Linked DNA regions of Rattus norvegicus: region 2 is linked to region 1. A link is a contact called in public Hi-C data. All regions are on one chromosome and are shown on one strand. Each heading gives the region's core, a stretch centred on a gene start, on an enhancer-like site or on the middle of the called end of the contact. The rest is flanking DNA. Distances are from core to core; before and after follow the strand shown.

Evidence for each region. Hi-C and Micro-C count contacts between places; a contact is called where the count stands out from the background.
Region 2: a Hi-C map of liver shows a contact between it and region 1, with 2.9 times the contacts expected there. The contact joins the promoter of Hey2 here to the promoter of Hddc2 in region 1. A contact is called at or near these places in 11 of 12 Hi-C or Micro-C datasets (the A7r5 cell line, the Rat2 cell line, Schwann cells and 7 more) and 1 of 1 datasets of contacts at active chromatin or transcription factors (oligodendrocytes).

The regions. Positions count from the first base shown.
Region 1 is chr1:28,131,562-28,134,369 of GRCr8, reverse strand. Hddc2 (HD domain containing 2) reads left to right here and starts at 1,393. Exons shown (of 6, transcript NM_001108460.1): 1 at 1,393-1,499; 2 at 2,537-2,658. The coding sequence starts at 1,431.
Region 2 is chr1:28,639,609-28,642,599 of GRCr8, reverse strand. It overlaps Hey2 (hes-related family bHLH transcription factor with YRPW motif 2), which reads right to left and starts at 1,500. Exons shown (of 5, transcript NM_130417.1): 1 at 1,353-1,500. The coding sequence starts at 1,435.

The DNA of each region.
Region 1 (2,808 bases), core at 144-2,643:
CTATGGGGAAACATGTTCTTGCCACATATGGCTTGATGTTGTCATTAAATACTATACTCATGTGAATATTCGTAACCCTCAGAGTACAAATTGCCTGATTCTCTGAATAAAGAGCCCCCTAATTCTCCCAAGTTCACGCTGTCAAACTAGGGTGGTAAGCAAGGTGCTAATTGAAAATATTCTACTTCCATAAAGTCCTAGTTATGACTTTCAGAATGTTTTATGCTCTAAACAGCCATGTTCACAGGAATGTTTAGTGATAACTTCTGATTCGAACACGCTGATTTGAGTGTCTAACAGTGTGACTTATAGGGAGAAAGCAGATAGGGATTATATACAAAAACAGGAATAGGCCCTCTACACCTGGGAACTCAGCACAGCAAGGCAGCCTGGCAGTGCTGGCACCTGAAACTTGTGCTTTTATTTTACAGATAACACAAAGTGATAAATAGCTCACCTACCAAGTGCTGGAGATCACTTGGGACCTCATGTATACAAGTGCTTCTTCGCTATACTACACCGCCAACTTTTAATTTCTGCTATAGAGCTGACTTATAATAATCCCGGATACTGCTCATGGATGCTGCCTTGAGTTCTATACTGAGTAACATTCTATACCAACCTTATGCTATGATGACTATACATTTTCTACCATAGTTCCTGGTACAGAATTCTGGCTCAAATGGAAGGCATGATAGGTGTATTAAGCAATAAGAAACAAGAACAGACGATGGCTCATCAGAACCACCAGCTTTTAGTGCCCTGTATATAAATAAACCTACTTTGGTACAAATAAAATGGGATTCCTTTTTATTTCCCTTTCTTTTTGAATTTTATCCATATCCTTGATTCTCCTTGAGTTTTGCCCATATTCATTAACTGCCCTTAAAATCTTGTACCGTTAAACTGTCAATGGAAACAAGTCCTGGAAAACGCTGATGAGTTTCGGGCAGAATGGATGCTTGTGGTTTCAGCATGGGCTTGCTTTTACTAGCCCATTGCCTGCTTCCTCCAAAGTCTCCCTTCTCATTTCTTCCCTTCACAGGCTTGGCCAAGTGCCTTTGTTAAACTGGTTATGGATGTTCGGCCTTTAAGTGGCGCTCCTTAGAGCTAGCTCTTCCTGCCAATCAGACACTGGGCTTCTAAGAGATAAGGTTTGCAGACATTATCCAGCCTCGTCCTCTTCAGGCCTTTCTGCCCTTAGCGTCAAGCTGCGATCCATGTGAAAGCTGATGGTAGTTAATTGAGCAGAGATCACCCAAAGCCTGAGCATTGGGCAGTCCATTCAGAGAAGGTCGTCCCCCAAAGAAGGAAGTGGGGCTGTGGGGAGGAGCCAAAGAGAGGGGAGGGACCGAAAGACAGTGGGGAGGAGCTAAAGGAGAGTGGGGAGGGGCCTGAGGACGTCACCAACCAGCTCTTTACACTCCAGCATGGCTTCGGCCACATCCAACTGCCAGGCCGGGCTGTTGCGTTTTCTGCGTCTAGTCGGGCAGCTCAAGGTGAGCGAGTGGGCTCGGCCGGGCCGGGAGGCGGCGGGGTCCAGCTCAGGCTCCGACCTCACGCAACCTCCCTCGCTCAGCCCCGCCTCGTGCGGCCTGGATGTGCCGGGAAGGAGCTGGCGGGAACCCAGCCGAGGATTCTTTGCGGGGCGCCGCCACAGCCCAGGTCATGGGCGGTGCTGCGGAGCTGCAGCGGAAGGCCGGAGTGTGGCCCCTGCTTATGAGTAGTGGAGACCTTCCTCTGTCGCCGTGACTTCCGGAAATGACCGTTTCAGTAATTCGGTTTCAGCGTGCACCAGCTTGTGCAGAGCTTGTGCAGAGCCCCCTACGTTCCAAGACGAGCTGTTCCCTGACACTGTGACTACTGTTTGTGAAATCCTTTAGAAACATAGAACTCCCAGGTAAAATGCAGACTCACATGATCACATCATGATCTGAATAAAAGGCTTCACTGCCGTGGAAATTCCTCCAAGCCATCTGAGTTAGAACTGGGGAGTCTGTTACATGTTATATGTACAAAATATTCTATTACTGTATGAAATTTTTTTTGACAGCAAAACCCTACTCCTCTCGTAGTTAGGAAAAATATAGGGGCTTTGCTTTGCATTTTTTCTTAACTACAACACAGTATGGAGACCAGATGGGCAACACAGGCTGGGAGCCTGGAACTTGAGTCTTCCCCTGTTGAGTTCTGAGATTCCAGGCATGTACCACCAGGCTTACCACCAGTTTTGCTTTTATGTCTAAAACCTTTTTGTGTTTTTGTCCCACAGTTATACTTCAGTAGCACGGAGTAAAGACTATTAGACTTTCGTATACTCGTGAATTGCATTTTGCCCACTCACTAGTTTGATTTCGGATTTTGATCGCTACGATTAGTTTAAATAAAGCATTGTTTAAAAATATGTTTGAAATCATGACTCGGCTGATATGTGGCTCTGTGGCCATTCTCTGGCATTTTCTTCAAGAGCACCTTTTGGATTTGTTGTTTCCAGTGATGGTTTTTTGTTTGTTTAACCCCTTATCTTATTTATTAGAGAGTCCCACGGACTGGCTGGGTATATAGAAACGTTGAGAAGCCGGAAAGCGTGTCAGATCACATGTACCGGATGGCAGTTATGGCTATGGTGACCAGAGATGACCGTCTTAACAAGGATAGGTAAGTTATTTGAACATTGATGCTTGTGAACATCTCTGGACTCTGCGTGAGGATTACTCAGTTGTAAAACACAGTAGATTTTCTGTTGTTAGAGTATACGTTGGTCTCAGGAGAAACAAGTGGAAAGTTAGGGCCTTGAAGGGTGAATAT
Region 2 (2,991 bases), core at 251-2,750, 510 kb before region 1:
GTCCCTCTTGGTCCCTTCTTGCCAGACATTCTGATCGAACGTTCATGAGCCCCACGTGCCAAGTGTGTCTCCACAGGCAACTTTTAAAACAAATCCTAATACCGGTACTATTCCAAAATGTCAGCGACTCAGATTCGATAACCCAAGGAGAACCGATTCTGAGTCTTGGTCCTTTAAATGAATATCCTGACCATATCATTGGATGGGAAGTCGAAATTTAGCTTTTCACTTTGTACTTTGTATGCTTTAACTTTGAAAATGAAACTGTGTCACTAGTCTTGAAACTAAGCTTAAGTCAAGAAGTTACAATCCACCTTGAGTTTACAAAAAGGTCAACTGATTACTTGCTTATGTAGTTGGTCACTTAATGCATACTATCCTAGGACTTTTGGTCTCTCTGACATTCACAGGTACTATACTTCTTGAGGGTCTTAAAATCTCCAGGTCTCCTTATGTGTTCTCTTTCGTTTTTAGAAGTTCCGTTACCACCTCACTGCCTCACTTCTGGGTCTTAATTCGAAATCAACCAACTCCTTCTTCCTCACCCCTTCTCTACCGATTTCACCCTTTCACATGACAGCCTCCGGCAGTTTCATTTTTTTAAAAGAATACTTTAACCAGAGAGTTGATAAACAGCATCTTTTTTGCTCTTCAGGCTTTGATTTTTGCGTCTTAAAATAAGCCTGTGAAATAAATCCAGTTTTCTATATTCGGGAAGGATTTCATTCTTTGAGTGACAGCAGCAAATAAATAATTAAGGTGCTTCTGGGCATGCCAATTAGAAGCAATTATCATTTGACCCGCCTTGGCTCTAAAATGCCTGGGTAATCTTGCTGTCACAGGAAACGGGAGGTCCGTCTCCTGTGATCAGAACGCTGATCTTCTGGAGACTTTAGGACAAGCAGTCAAAGCTATGCTGCCTCATCGGCTCCTTACTTCTGTCACCCATGGGTGGATCAGCAAGATCACCCTCTGTCAACCTACGCAGCTCAGCCTGTTTAGCTTTAACTCCTCAAAAACTCAAGTCGCGATACCAGTTTCTCTCAAAACAGAAATCCAGTTGTTTTTCTTTCCTCCTGACCTATTTTGGAACTGTCCCTAAATACAGTTCCAGTACCGGGGGCGTCGCCCGGACGTGCCAGTACCCGTGCCCGACGCTGACAGCCGGGGACCCTCCCTCGCCAACTCCTGCACACTCAGGTCCAGTTCCCTTCCAGTCGCGTCCCACGCCTAATGAGAACCCATCTCTCACCCCATCCTGACTCTAGCTCGACGAGCACCCACTTCCCGGGGACAACGGTCTCCGCTCCACCCGAAGCTCCCCGGACACTCTCCCGCTTCTTTGAGCTCACCCGGAGTAATTGTTCTCGCTCCCCACGTCGATGGTCTCGTCTAGGTCGCTTTCAGAGGTCGTCTCCTCGCAAGGGCGCTTCATCGCGGCGAAAAAGAAGAGCTACGGACACCCTGAGCTCCTCGCGGGCCTCCTCCCTCCCTCCCCGCCCCGCTTCTGCTGGCGCCGCTCCCCCGGCGGCGCGGTCGGCTCCTGGAGGCTCTTTCCCACGCCGCAGCCCAGGCGCAAGAGCCGGCGCTGGCCACGCCCCCCCGCGCGGGCGGGGCCCCTCGGCTTCTTCGCTTGCGGGCCTGTGCCACTCTCCAGTCCCCGCCTCCCTGGGAACGTCTGGCTTTCTATTGGCTAATATGGAGAGGCGGGCCCTCACTGGCCAATGGCCGCCGAGAGGCGTCGGCAGAGGCGTGGGAACGCGGCCGCGCACCTGGGAGCCCTGAGTGGAGCGCTGGCGCTGACTTACTGCGGCGGGAGCCGGCGCAGGCGCGAGAGCTCGGGGCGGGCGTGTTAAGGCGCGGGCTCCCGGGGTTTGGGCTCTCCTGTGCAAGCCGCGATCTCTCCCGCCAAGTTTCTACCCTAGTTTTAAAGAATAACCGCTAGCGTGTGGCTGAGCGCGAGTGAGCGTGTGTGACGTCGGGGGTGGGAGTGGGGGTGCCAGGCTCGGCGACCCACCCCTCTGGGCTGTCCCCGCTCTGGACCCAAGCTGATGAGTGGCTGACCAGAGCGGTCATGACCAGACCCTCAGGGGATTTTGAAAGGTTTAAGTCAAAGTTACTTTTTCACCCCGCCAGCTTCAGAGCCTCTGGGTTGTGGGCAGATAGGACGTCCGCCTACGGGTCCAGGTGCCTAACCGCAGGAGGTTGGCCCGGTGCGTTGTTGGATTTGCCACCTTTCGGCTACTTCCTTTGTGTCCCTGGCCACAGAAACTGGAGGGAGGGGTTGTAAACTATCAGAGTAAATGGTAGGCTTGAGTGGTGTCTTTCCTACTGATGGGAAGCGGGGAATTTTAGGACACAAATCTGAGTAGGTTTTCGAGTTTTTGGACTTGGATTATCCAAATTAAATATTTGTCCCAGTCATTCCTCCAACTTCTCAGGTGTATGCAGTCACGGAGTTCTTTAGCATCGGGACGAGAAGATTCGTACTTAGGTGTACACTGAATTTGTTTTGTAAAGTTTACCGGTGCTCACTTGTTCTCAGTGGAGGGACAGCATGGGTTGTGTAAATTCTAGGTGAGTTTACAGACTATTTTCAAGTTGCTGTCTCCCTGCTTACGGTGGGGCTTTTGAGCAGACTCTGTCGACTTTTCCATGAGCTCAGGAAGTGAGCAAGACAGTCTCCGGGAGTGCTCTGGACCGTCTGGCGCTGCAGCACTGGGTGGGTTGGTGGGGGTCCAGCGAGAGAGTCCACATGATGCTCTCTGGGCCCGCTTTGTGCTTTGTGGAAAAAAAGCCATTGAGAAAGAGACATCCATCAATCACCAGGACCCTCCACCTTACACAGATAATTATATTCCTGGAAATCTAACTAAGGCACCGTTTCCAAACTTCATTCCCTGGTTACACTAGACTCGTGCGGAGGAAAAGGACAAGAGAAAAGAGACAGCAGAAGACGGGACTGGGCGCAGATTGGGTTGATGGAGAGTG